Regions from separate parts of the Rattus norvegicus genome. Here region 2 is linked to region 1. Evidence: chromatin contacts called from public Hi-C data. All regions are on one chromosome and are shown on one strand. Each heading gives the region's core, a stretch centred on a gene start, on an enhancer-like site or on the middle of the called end of the contact. The rest is flanking DNA. Distances are from core to core; before and after follow the strand shown.

Region 1 (6,681 bases), core at 2,195-4,694:
ATTGGATTTGGGCCTGGCAGCTTTGTAACTGCATGGCCACAGTAAAAGTCATGGGATTGTTGGACAGAGGCCTCTCCCATGTATTTACGGCACAGGAAGAAAAGACCAAGTAGTAAACACCCGGTGTCTCCACTGCATGACCTCTGCTGAGCCCGGCTGATGCAAGTAGAACCGACACACCTGGGCCACACCTGGGCCACACCTGGGCGGTGGTCGGTGGTCAATTTACTTCTGCCTTTTGCTTCCTCAGCCTTTATCCTTGAGATTTAGGCTGGTCTTCTCGGATTTCTCCCTAATTAATTCAGGTCTCGTAGTAGTCGGTCTTTTGTTACCTAAGTCAAGAGCCAGGTAGTCAGGAGCCAGGGTTTCCCACTGTGCTTCCCAGATATTTTCTACCTGGAGACTTGGGTATATAAGTGGTGAATAAAGCTACAGGAGACTCTCACTCTCTCTTCCGCTCTCTCACTCTCTCTCCTTCTTCCCTCCCTCTCTCTCTCTCTCTCTTTCCCTCTCTCTTTTCCTCTCTTCCTCTCCTGGCTTGACACGATAACCTGTGTGTGTGTATGTGTGTTTCTTTCATCCCGTAGGCTTTCGCCCGATTCTCGGTACTGTGTCGGTGCTGGCGCCGACAGACTTTAGCTTGTGTCGAGCTGACATAAAACTAGCCAGCATAATCAGTTTGTGGTGGAAGGGAAATTATATGTAGGCCCTCTGGCTAAGGATGCTAAATGTTCACAAAATAACCACGAACCTATTTGTGTAATGTCATATTACGAGATTTTCAGTTATTCACAAAAGTTAGAAAGGCCTGAAGGGACAATTAACAAACCTGTCACTTGGATTCACTAGTTGTTACATTTGTTTTAAATGTCTTTGAAGCCAGCAGATAGTGGAAAAAGCCCTGGCTGCCAACTTTTTTTCCTGTTTTGTCTTTTAAGACAGGGTCTCTCAATGTAGACCAGACTGGCCTCAAACTCAGAAATCTGCCTGCCTTCACCTCTGAGTACTGAGATCCATAGCATGTCCCACCACCGCCCAGCAGTGTCCCATTCGATTTGGATGTGCTGGTTATCCCAGCTCTTGGGAGGAGGAAAGCAGGGGGATGAGAAAGGTGTTCAAGATGGTCTTTGGCTATATAAAATTCTGACCAGCCTGGGCTAGATGAAACCTTGTCCTAAAAACAAAAACCAAACAACCAACTCTCCCTGAATCCAGTTTAGGCATTCTTAGCTCTAGAATGTGGCCCATGTATTTTTGACAGGTTGCTGGAAACCATCAGTAGAGGCAAATTTAAACCAGGAGTGGGGTTAGGGTGGGGGTGTGGTAATGTTTGAAGGGTCTGATGGGTCAGCAGGGTCTGCAAGTGGCCTCAGGTGGGTGGAAGCCACGGAAGACACCAAATGTCCTACAGCGCCCAGGGCAGTCATCCTTAAAACCCTATCATGTGGCCAGGCATTGAGGAGGCTTACCCAGAAGACCTTACCTGCCTGGGCTAACCTATCACATTCTAGGCAGGCTAGACAGCGAGACCCTGTTTCAAGCAAAACAACCCAACACTCTCTTGCTCAAGTTACCAGGTCCATGTCAGTAAGAGCTAGGCGGATGTGAAGGCTACTTTTGGGTGTCAACTTTCCTACATCAGGAATTAAAACCCCAATGACTGGGCCCACGAGTGATAGATTTCTGCTTAATTAAATCATTTGATTGGGGTCTTTGAGGCAAAAAGATAATGCCTTTAACCCAGACCTTTTGAGATGGAAAGAGTCACCTGTAATGTGGCTCTTTTGAAGTGGGAAGACATACCTTTAATCTGGGGCAAGCTTGCTTGCAGCCTATTTAAATGACATGGGATAAGGGAGCTTTTGCTCTTTGCCTGTTTATTCTCTGTCTCACTAGCAAGTCCATTCCTTCACTATCATTATAACCTGCTTGAGATTCCAGCGTATACTGAAGACCAGCCGAGACATTCGGCTTTGGGGACTGAACAACTACTGAATCCCTGGACCTTCTGTTGTTAGACAGTCATTGTTCGATTAACTGAACCACAGCCTGTGAGGTATTCTAACACATACCCTTTCCGTACATATATATTCATTCTGTAAGTTCTGTTCCTCTAGAGAACAGAAAAGCCCAGGAGGATCACCAAGGAAACAGAAGTGTTCTGTACTGTCACTCCAGCCTCCTTCCCATCGCGCCCTTCCTTGTTCCTGTCAGCCTCCACTACCAAACATTAAACACAACAACAAAAGCTAATCATCTCTCAATTCTCTCTAGGATGGCTGCGTCTCTACTGAAATTCGCCCTCTCTTCGGTCTGTGACTATGTTGCTCCTGCCAAGAATGTCATCTGAGACAAGCATTTTAATATGAGCAGGCACATATCAATCTTACTTTGAAAGAAAAAAGGTGCCAGAGAAATCTCTCAAAGAGCTCAGCGAACTAACAACCGTGCTGCAGGTTTGGAGTGCGCAAAGGGCTTTCCAATAACGTCTCGTAATTCGACCTGGCAACACACTGGCAGGAGGCTTATTACAATGCGGCAGTGCTACGGCACTCGAGGAACCAGGTCGGTGACCGCCTGGATCCAGACACTGGGCTAGAGGAGGGTAGGAGACCAGAGCGCGCCAGGCTGAATGCAGACCAAGACGAACCTTCAGGTCCCGCATTTGACTTCCCCTCAATCCAAACCATCCCGGACGTTTCCTCTCTCTCCTTGCCCACAGCCAAACACGTCCTCAAAAGGCATCTTAACTGGAACCAGAGTCGCACGGATTGACGTGCGATCGTGGGAAGTCCTGGCTTGCAGCCTCGCGAGGAGCCCGGGGTGAGATCTAGAATAGCGGCTGCAGCTAGGCCAAGGCCGGGTGTTTGCGGCAGGTGTTCGCAGGAGGCCCTGAGCTTTGCAAGCTGAGCCTAGTTCCTCGGCCTCTGCGCAGTGCGGCGTGCAGTAAGGCGGTGTGTCTTCAAGGGAGCATGGGGAGTCTATCCATATTTTTAAAGGGCTCGCGTCCTGCAGCCCAAAGCTGCTGCTCCGCAGTGACGAGAACGCACCTGCGCTGCGCAAGGTCATGTGACCGAGCCTCATGCATCTCCGCAGCTAGCCAGGCCCGAGACAGACGTAAGGTCCCAGGACAAAGAGGCAGGACGGTTCCTGGAAACCGTCCTCCCGTTGAAGAGTAAATGCCAACGCCCGTTACTCTCCGTTCGTGTTTGTCTTCCCGACCCTGTTCCGCTTCTAAGAGGGCCCGGGTGCGCGTACCGCCCGTGGCTCCCCAGCGCGTACCTGGCAGCTACGGGCGCGCGCCCCACCCTCCAGGTGAGCAGCGCCAGGCCCCGCCCTCGCCCCAAGGCCCCTCCTCCCACTCGCGCCTGCGCAGTGCGTCCGGCGGCGCCGGGCGCCGGGGCGGCGCGGCCGTCGCAGTTCGGCGGGCGCAGTGCGCGTGCGCCGTGGCGGCTAGGGGGCGGGCGGCGGCCGCGGCGAGGAGCGGGGGTGGGGAGGCGCCGTCTGGCTCGGGCTGGGCCGGCGGGGAGCACGAGCGAGCCACGGCGGCCCCGTTGGCAGCCTCGGTGGCCGACAGGTGAGACGCGTGTGGGGCCGGGTGCTGGGCTGTGAGGGGAAAGCGAGTGGGCCTCGCGGCGCGCGTACCCAGGTGAGCACAGCCCGCGGGGCCCCGGGCGCATTGTCCGCGGGCGGCGCCCCTCAGCGCCCCCTGCCGGCCGGGCTCGGTGGGGCCGGGGCGCGGCGGGCTGGGGCCCGGGCGTGCGCGAGTTCCTTTGTTCGTCGCCCCCGCCCGGTCCCCGCCGCCCCCGCCAACATGGCGCTTGCGGGGTCCCTGCCCCAGCCCCGCGGCCGCTTCCCGCGCGCTTTGTTCCGTGCCGGGCGGGGGGCGGGGGCGGGGGCATTGCGTAACCCGGCGGGGGAGGGGCGTGGCGGGACCCCCGCGGCGGGTCACCGCGGTGACGCCCTGCCTGGGGGGCTCGGGCGCGGGCCTGTGTGACCTTGGGTTTGCCTCCCTGAATGCGCCGGATAGATGTGCGGTGCGGATACTGCGTAGCGCCGGGGGTCGCGGTCCCTAGCGGCTTCCTGCACGGATGGTGCGTTCTGGGCCTTTCCGGGAGGAGGGGGTGTCGGGTTGAGAAATGGCTTCAGTCATCCACGTCGTTGCATGCGCATCTCAAAGTTTGTTTACGCAATTGTTTTTATATTGATTTGGTTTCGATGATCTGTGGATTGGGGTTTTTCTCTGTGTGTGTGTGTGTGTGTGTGTGTGTGTAGTCTTCTGGTTTAAAGGCTTGTTTATTTCTCGTGTACATCGTAAAGCCATACAAGAGAAACGTTTAAGTGTTGTAAAGGATTTCAGTGTGACTAGCGAGGAAGATGGTATCCGTATCGAAATGCGAATGCCTCACTAACTTTCCTTGGAATTTTCTGGAAGAAGCTGCAGCCTGGAAGGATTGATGGAGAGTAATTGCCTTCTGCATAGCTTTTGTTAGGGAGAGAAAATGAAACCTGATCTTAGACGTTTTCTTACCTACACATCCTGAGCACACTTCTGAGGTGGTGAAATTTTGGAAAGATAGAAGAGAGGAGGTGTATCTTTAGCCTTCCTTTTCACCATCTCAGCATTTGTTAATAGGCGATCATGATTTACAGGATGTCCATGATCAGATTTCATAATTGTGTATTAACGTTGCCTGCTATATTTATTAAAACGTAGTGTTTCTTCCAATAAGTAAAACGAAATTAGCTTAAAATCCTACCGAAATGCCTAAGAAATGAATCAAGCAAAAGGGCTTTTAGTCTAAATTTGTATCAAGTCTCCTGTACTCTAGACTGGCCTTGAACTCAGTATCCTTCAGCCTGGAGTACAAGCCAGTGAGGGGCCATCTTTTTATACACTTAGGGTTTTTGAAGTGTATGTGTATGGATGTTTTGTCTGCGTATTTGCCTGGTTACCACATCTGTGCCTGGTGCCCAAGGGGTCCAGGAGAGGGCTCTGAACTCCCGGGACTGGAGTCAGACAAATGTGAGTGCTGGGAATCAAACATGGGTCCTTTGGAAGAACAGCCAGTGAGTACTGTTAACCGCTGAGCCATGCTTAAGATCTTTTAAAAATAGATTTTTCACTGTTGAATTTCTCTAGTCAAGCCCACTTTTAGTGTTCAAAGGACATTTTCTAAGACTTTCTGGGATAGCTAAGCTCTGATGTAACCTGTTACATAGGATAGTGTGAGGTTCCACATCCAGTCTTTGCCCTTGGTCAGCCTCACCAGGCCTAGTAACAGAACTGTAACTCCAACTGTTGGGGAGGTTTGGAAGTTCAAGGGCAGCTTGTCTCAAAAAAGTCAGACGTTGTGGTAGAGCAGTTCCTCTTCAGATGCTGGACTCAGGTTTTGCCTCCCAGTACCACAAAGTAACTACAATGTAAACATTCCTTAAATAGAGTAGGCTGTTGCAGGGAATGAAGGCATTCCTTTCATGTTGTTGATAAACTCCCACCACATGCCCCCAGTCTGGATAGAGGCAGAGCTGGCTGCTTAGGTAGTGTCTTTAATTGCCAGCTCCAGAACAAGACAGCTGTATGATCCAGAAGCCCTGAGCCTGAGGCCCTGCCATTCTCTGTCGTTCTGAAGGATGAGGTGCCCTGCTCTTCTCTCCTTAGGATCACAAGTCTCAGTTTTCATTTTGGGACTCTGAAAAATACTGCTATTAGTGGGCTTGGAACTTCCTTTTATGGGGCAGAAGAGGGCTGAAAACAAAGGGTGAAAGGGATTGGTGGACTAAAAGTTACTTCCCTTGCAAAGTGGAAACTGGGAGAAGTCAATAGAAAAACAGCTAGTTCCACATCATATCACTTCAGGATGGGGTTAGCAACTCACAGAGGGGAGAGAATTTGTTTCGTGGATTGAAATGGCCTGCTGGGGAAATCAGGTTGTCTTTGGTTTTTCTGAAGGTCAGATAACTTAGTTTCAGTTTGGGTAGCTTCCATAGGAGTGACTGTTTTGATCTCTGGGAGTCTGGTGCAAGACTGGGCTTGAAGACCATGGCCTCAGGACTTTTATTTGACTGTCCTATGTCGTGTCTCAGGTAGTAGTCCTCCCATTAGAGAACGGTGATGTGAGATTGATGCGATTTGTGTGTGCCTCTTTGTTTTGTGGGTGGTCCAAATTTCACCCTCAAACCATTTGTAAGAGTTAGTCTCCTGGGAAAACGTTTTTGTAGAGTTTGATCTTTGGGTTGGCCAACACAGTTACATCTGGACTGACTGTATTGTTAATTGTTTGCAGCATTTTTTTTCTACTGTGTTAGAAATAACATGAAGGGAGCCAGACATGGCTTATACCTGCAATCCCAGTGCTAAGGGATGGAGGAGGCAGGCGGATGAAGGTGCATGCATCACAGACCCATTGCTGTGGAGCGTTTCGGGGTTGGGAATGATACCTGCCCATTAGCAGAACCTCGGTTTGATGGAGAACATCGAAAAACAAGTATTTTCACCTAAAAGTCTATTCTTTCTCTCTTCCTAAATGAGAAGCTGCATTTTTTTTCCTTCTATCTGCTTTATTCGGTTTGGAAGCCTGGAGTTGTGAAAAAAAATGGCTTTCCCCTCTGGGTGGAACTCACCTCTGTGCAGTCCTGGGCATACACCTGGAGGGGAGGCTTTAAAGCCTTCCGCCTCTG
Region 2 (6,681 bases), core at 1,628-4,127, 140 kb before region 1:
ACTCGCTCACTCACCAAAGATGAGCTTCCTCATCCTCCCCCACCACACAGTGTCCCTCCGCTCAGGGACGACGCTGGCAGATGTGACACCTGTCCTTCTAACTTCCAGTTAATTTATTTCCAGACAGGTGGCTACATGTTTTCTCTACATAACGGGGAGAAGGGGGATCACCGTGTGTCTTGCGTTATCCACAGGAGTCAGAGGTGCTTTCCTTTCAGGCTGTGACTCATTTGAAAACACGAAGAGAACCTTGACCTTCACGAATTTGCTGTGATTTTAAAAGCACGATCACCTCCCGCCCGCTTTGAAGATGAATTGAACGCCAGACTTGATCAGTAGGACTTTTCGTCCCAGAGGAAAACACCCTGGAAGCCTGAGGGTAACACAGTTACAATGGCTCTGCTGAAAGAAAAGTTATTTCAATCACAAGTGGCTGACTGTTGTCTTCATAAATCCCAGTTTCTCCGTGTGTAAAACAAGTGCTTCAACAGCCGTCTTTGTTTCCTTCGGCCTTGCCTGCGTGTCTATAATTTGTTTACTAGTTTTCTTTTTAAAATATTTTAAAACAGCATAATTTTTATTGTTTTATTTTTAAGTGTGTGTGTGTGTGTGTGTGTGTGTGTGTGTGCGCGTGCACATGAACGAAGACACCAGTGGATGCCAGAGGCATCAGATCTCTCTGGAGCTGGGAACAATGGGCAGTTATCCCCGTGTAAGTGTTGGGAACCAAACCCATGTCTTTTGCAAGAGCAGTGGGTGCTCTTAACTACTGGGCCGGCTCCCAGTGCCGCGCCTCTTTATTTTTTACTGAGAATCGAACCCAGGGCTCGTGTGTGTTGGGCAAGCACTCTACCACTGAGCTACAGCCACAGCCTAATATTTTTGAGTTAGCGTCCTTGGAATGTGTTAGGGACCTTTTAAGAAGAAAGAAAAGACAACATAACTCAACTCGTATCGGGGTACTCAAAACTGCATAGCGTTATTGCGTCCTGCAGCCTCTGTATTATGGCGACCCCATCACGGGGAGATACTGACAGAGATGTATTCAAGATCTGAATGGGAAAAACCTCTGAAGGAAATCACAGGAAAGACAGTCCACGTTCATGGATGAGACTTAACCTGGTTAAGACACCCCACCCCCTCTCTGTCCTCTCTACCCTGGGAGCAGCTCTTCTGCCTTTGCCCCTCACCCCTTGCCTGCTCCAAGTCTCTACCCGCTCCCCTATAAGGAGCGCCTCTCAGCTGCTGAGTTGTCCGCTCTCCTCAGTGGAGTTGAAGCGACCACAGATGCCCACAGATGAGGGCCTCAGCAGCTTGGCGGTCTGGCGGCCTCTGACCTCGCTTATCCCTAGCCCACAGCTTCCAAACCAGCGCCATTTCAAGGGACATCGACACAAGCCGCCAAGTTCATTGGACCTGGGGCTGCTATAGTTGGGGTGGCTGGCTCTGGGGCAGGAATTGGGACTGTTTTGGGGAGTCTCATCATTGGCTATGCCAGGAACTCTTCTCTGAAGCAGCAACTCTTCTCCTCTCTTCGCCCTCTCTGAGGCCATGGGTCTCGACCTCTTTGAGGCCATGGGGCTCTTTTGCCTATGGTGGCCTTCCTCATCCTCTTCACCATGTGAAGCAGCTGTCTCCAGCTCCACCTCCCGTGGTTCTTCCGTGTCTCGTCTGCCTTGTGTGTTCCTTTTCCTGTGCCTCCCCAAGAAGTCTGGGGAAAGTGCTTGGCTCAGGGTTTGACAAAGAGAAGACAAATAAATACTGTATTAATAAGAAAAAAAAAAAAACATGGTTAAGACATTCCTCCCAACTTGATCTGGAAGATCCAGTGTGATTCCAGAAGTCGACTTCTTCATGAAAAGATTTTATATGGAAAAACCAAATAAGACCAGAGTGGCCGACACGAAATTGACTAGGGACAAAGCCGGAGTGCTGACTCAGCTTCAAGCCTTCCAGTGAAGCTCCGGTAACGAAGACAGCACGGAATGGATGACTGAATGAAGGTACAGAGAGAGCGCCTGTCCACGTACACACGGCCAGCTGCAGCAAAGTCGACACAGTAAAGAAAGGGGCAGCACGCCAGACAGGACTGGACACGGTCACTGGGCAGTTTGTGCCACACTGAGGTACAGTTAATATTAAAATGAATCGCAGACTTAAAAATTAAAGCACAAAACTAAAAGAAATGTCTAAAAGATAACACAGGAAAAAAATCTAAACGATCTTATACTTGGTAATAACTTTTAAGATACGATTCGTAAAAACTGGTAAATGGGTGTCATTAAAGACTTCTGGGGCCAAGGAGCCGGCTCCTCTGGTAAAGCCTTGTGTGTGTGAGGACTCGAGTTTGGATCCTCCAGGACCCGTGTCTGTAATCTCGGAAATGATGAAATGGGGAACGGAAACAAGAAGGTCCCTGGAAGCTGGGGGCCAGTTAGTCTTGTTTATGTAGCAAAGTTGCAGACCCTGCATCAAATGGAAGGTGGGAAACCCCTTAGGACTGACACCCTAGGTCCCTCTGGCCTTCGCATGTGCGCCACGCACACGTAAGCACACGCATCTCTTAAAAATAAAGACTTCTTATCTGAGAAAGAAACTATTAAAGAATGAAAGATGAGTCAGAGATTTGGGGGGAGGGCAGGGGGATTGCAAAGCACCATCTCATAGTCTTTGGATCTGAACTACACAAGAACTCGGCAAATGTCTCCGTATTAAAACAAACCGTGATTATAGTAGCAAGCCATCTGACCATATACCTCACCAGAGAAGACGCAGAGTCGGGAAAACAAACAGATGAGCAAAAACCACACAGTATGAGAAATGCATGAAGCAGCTACGAGACGGCAGTTAAGCCCTGGTAAAATAGCCCAGGTCCCAAACACCGATGACACCAAACCCTGGCAAAGATAGCCACTGACTCATTCAGTGCTAGCGCGAATGTGAGCAGGTGTGGCGACCTGAGGAGACCATCAGGAGTTCCTCAGAAAATTAAATCCTTGACCCAGCTACTCCTTGGTGATGAAACAAAGGAATCGAAAGGCTCCAGAAAAATCCACACACAGCAGCTTCCTTCCTTGTCCACACAGAAAAACAACCAAGATGTCCATTACTAGATGAAGGAGAGTAAAAATGAAAAGTCCGGTGTGTCAGCCCAGTTACTCAGCGGTGAAGGGAAATGAGCTAACCAGCCACAAAAAGACACAAGCTAAGCCCTGTGGTGGCCCCGGCCTTAGAGGCAGAGGGAGCTGCGTGAGTTAGAGGCCAACAGGGTCTAGAGAGTAAATTCCAGGACAGCCAGGGTTATATAGAGTCTGTCTCAAAACAAAACGAATCTGCAAAAGCAACAAAGTATTCAGGTAAGGGGTTGGGGGAGGAAAACCAGTCAGAAAAGGTTAAGTACCTCTGAGTTCCGCTGCATGACGTTTTGGAAAAGGCAAAACCACAGAGACTATTTTAAAAAAGTCAGTGTTTTACAAGGATTTGAGGGTCGCCAAAGAAGGATGAACGCTGTAGGCCAAGAGATAGTTAAGGCAGTGACACTCTCCTGTGGTGGTGTCGTGATAAGACTGTGGCTTTATGTGTGCACCAAAACATCAGAGAACACAAGGGTGAACCTGAGATAGGCTGTGGGCTTCAGTTATGAAGACAGGTGCCGCATGGGCTGTACCCCAATAAGCTAATTGTCTGTAGAAAACAGTGTTCGGTCACAAGCACCACTGCACCGGACCTGCTCTCTGGGTTGATGACTGTCCCCTGGCAGTGATCAATGATGGACATCTGTCCCACTCACCATCTGCAAAGGCCACCAGTTAAAGTGAAGGCTTGTTGTCCGTTTCCCATCAGCTGGCTATACCGAGCTTACAGAAACAGAACGGCTTTTCCCGATCAGTGGTTGGCAAATGCGTTCTTCAGGTCCGTGGCTTCTCTTTTGTCCTTTAGCAGGTTGTTTTGCAAACAAAACACATTAACTTCCAATGAAGCAACGCTTTGAGGCCTAGGTCTAAGAATTCTTAAGCCTAAACTCAAATGCTTTCTCCCATGTTTCCATTCTCACTTACATTTGGGGCCTATTATGGTTATATAATGTGTGAAATGTAGATTTTTCCTCCCTCTCTCTGTCCATCTACCTCCCTTTTTCCTTCCTTCTCCCTTCATCCCTTATATTTATTTATATTTTAAGACGGAGTCTCAGAGCTGGAGTCAGTGGTTAAAAGTACTGACTGCTCTTCCAGAGGTCCTGAGTTCAAATCCCAGCAACCACATGGTGGCTCACAACCATCTGTAATGAGATCTGATGCCCTCTTCTGGTGTGTGTGAAGATAGCTACGGTGTACTTATCTAATGAGAGAGAGAGAGAGAGAGAGAGAGAGAGAGAGAGAGAGAGAAGGAAGGAAGAAGAAAGGAAGAGTGTCATATAACCCAGACTGACTTTGAACTTCTGCTACTCTTGCCACTACTGCCTAAGGGATGGGATTGCAGGCATGTGCCGCCATAGTCAGTCTATGAATGCCGGGCTTGAACTGGGGGATTCATGCATGCTAGGCAAGCATGTTACCAACTGAGCTTTATCTCCAGGCCCCAAGAATATTTTCTTATGGTGTGCACACGAAGTGTGTGTGTGTGTGTGTGTGTGTGTGTGTGTGTGTGTGTGTGTGTGTGTTCATGTGTTCATATAGCCCAAACTGGCCTGGAACTTGTGATCCTTCAGCTTCAGTCCCCACAGAACTGAAATTATAGACATGTTCCGCCCCCTCTGCCTAGTTAGCTTAATAGTAACATACCGTGCCGTGGCTTTCTTTAGACCTGTACTATTTATGACCACTTAGCGGATCTAAACTGTCGATGTAGAGATTTTTGTCAGGTTCATGGTTTTCAGCCATCTCTTTGCACACGTCTCCAGCCAGGTTCTCCTTTCTGTTTGTTACTCCTAAGAAGTGAGTATAGGATCTTTTGTTGTGTTCTCATTGGTCCTTGATGCACTTTTTCCTTTTTTAGTTTTTTTTTTCTCCTCTGCTTTTCAGTTTGCACATTTTCTACTGCTTTCTCTGATTTCCCCTGGTGTATACATTCTTCTATTGAGCCCATCCAGAGAGAGTCTTTTATTTGGAAGTTAATCCTCAACTCTATAATTTCTCTAGGCTACTTAGTATATGTGCTGTTTTCTTGATAGACTCCCTGTTTCTTTGTTTGTAAATCATAATGGGTTTACTTAAAAAAAGATTTTTTTTAAAAAGATTTACTGATTTATTTTAGTACACTGTTGCTGTCTTCAGCTACACCAGAAGAGGGCATTAGATCCCGTTACAGATGGTTATGATCCACCACGTGGTTGCTGGGATTTGAACTCGGGACCTCTGGAAGAGCAGTCAGTGCTCTTAACCACTGAGCCATCTCTCCAGCCCAAGATTCTATTTTTAAATCATGTAGGTGTATTTGTGTGTGTGTGTGTGTGTGTGTGTGTGTGTGTGTACAAGAATGCAGATGCATAAGGAGGCCAAAAGAGGGCGTCATATCCACTGGAGTTGGAGTTTCCTGTGCTTGTGAGCTACTCTGCATAAGTGCTGAGAAATACAGGTCCTCTGCAGAAGCAACAAGTGCTCTTAACTGCCATATTTACCATGTATTGTCACTTTCATGATGGCTTCTTTAAGATCCCTGCCAGGCAATTCCAGTATCTGATTCTTTCTGGTATCAGAAGCTGATTTCTTTTTCCCAGTTGTAATTGTCGTAAGTTCTGTTATGACAGCTGAGTTTGTATTCAGTCCTGGATATATGGATGCTATCAGGAGACCCTTAAGTCCTCTCTGCTGGCGGACAGTATCTCTGATCATGTTTACTGAGCAGCTTATCTGGGATAACTGTCACAGGCTGGGGGTCCAATGGCAGCGATAGTCTCAAGTCTTTGCAATCGAAGCTCAGAAGGTGTTGTAAAAGCCTCCTCTTGGTACAAGCTGGAGGCCACTGTGGGAAAACAGATTCCAGACATGAAATGTCAGTGTCAGGAAAGTGCTGGTCTGACAGTCCACAGGACATGGCTTTCTTCACAGACCAGATGACCTGGTTTCAATCCCCAGAACCCACATTTAAAAAAAGCCAGATGTGGAGTTCATCTGTCGTCCCAGCACTCCTAGGTTGAGATGGGAAAGCAGAGACGAGAGATCAGCTATAACTCAAACGTCAGCTAGCATGAAATATGCAATACAGAAAAAACAAGGGAGACACTCCCTCAACAAGATAGGAGGAGCCATCTTCTAAATGGTGTCCTTTGACCTCTGTATATGCACCACAGTGCATGGTAGCCACACTCACACATACATCAGGCACACAAATATGTTGTTATTGTTGTTGTTGTTGTTGTTGTTGTTGATGATGATGATGATGATGATGATATTTAATAAACTTAAAAATATTCCGAGAAGGGGACAAAAGTTTTGGACAGTCAAGGCCATCAGAGCTCCAAGAGCAGAGGCCAACACCAGTTCATGTGTAATGAATGAGACCCAAGGACAACAATGAATGTGGAAGGCAAAGAATTATGTTAAGGAACCGGGAGAGCCTCCGGAGACCAAGAAGCCATGCAGAGGTGTCTGACTGTCCCTAGAGCTCTGGCCCAGCCAAAGATCCTGGTTAGTTGACTCTATTGGCCTTCCTGTTGAGTTTCTGTCCCCTTTGAGAACCATT

What was found. Hi-C and Micro-C count contacts between places; a contact is called where the count stands out from the background.
Region 2: a Hi-C map of the A7r5 cell line shows a contact between it and region 1, with 5 times the contacts expected there. The contact joins the enhancer-like site here to the promoter of Spin1 in region 1. A contact is called at or near these places in 8 of 12 Hi-C or Micro-C datasets (the A7r5 cell line, Schwann cells, frontal cortex and 4 more) and 1 of 1 datasets of contacts at active chromatin or transcription factors (oligodendrocytes).

The regions. Positions count from the first base shown.
Region 1 is chr17:14,253,825-14,260,505 of GRCr8, reverse strand. Spin1 (spindlin 1) reads left to right here and starts at 3,444. Exons shown (of 6, transcript NM_001419143.1): 1 at 3,444-3,577.
Region 2 is chr17:14,391,982-14,398,662 of GRCr8, reverse strand. It overlaps the pseudogene Atp5mc2-ps5. Among named protein-coding and RNA genes, the nearest start is that of Spata31a5l1, 100 kb to the left of the region's middle. Within about 2 kb of position 2,877, at least 1 of the 93 cell types and tissues checked has an H3K27ac peak or open chromatin away from gene starts, as enhancers often do. A contact at or near this core is called in the A7r5 cell line, where this site is marked.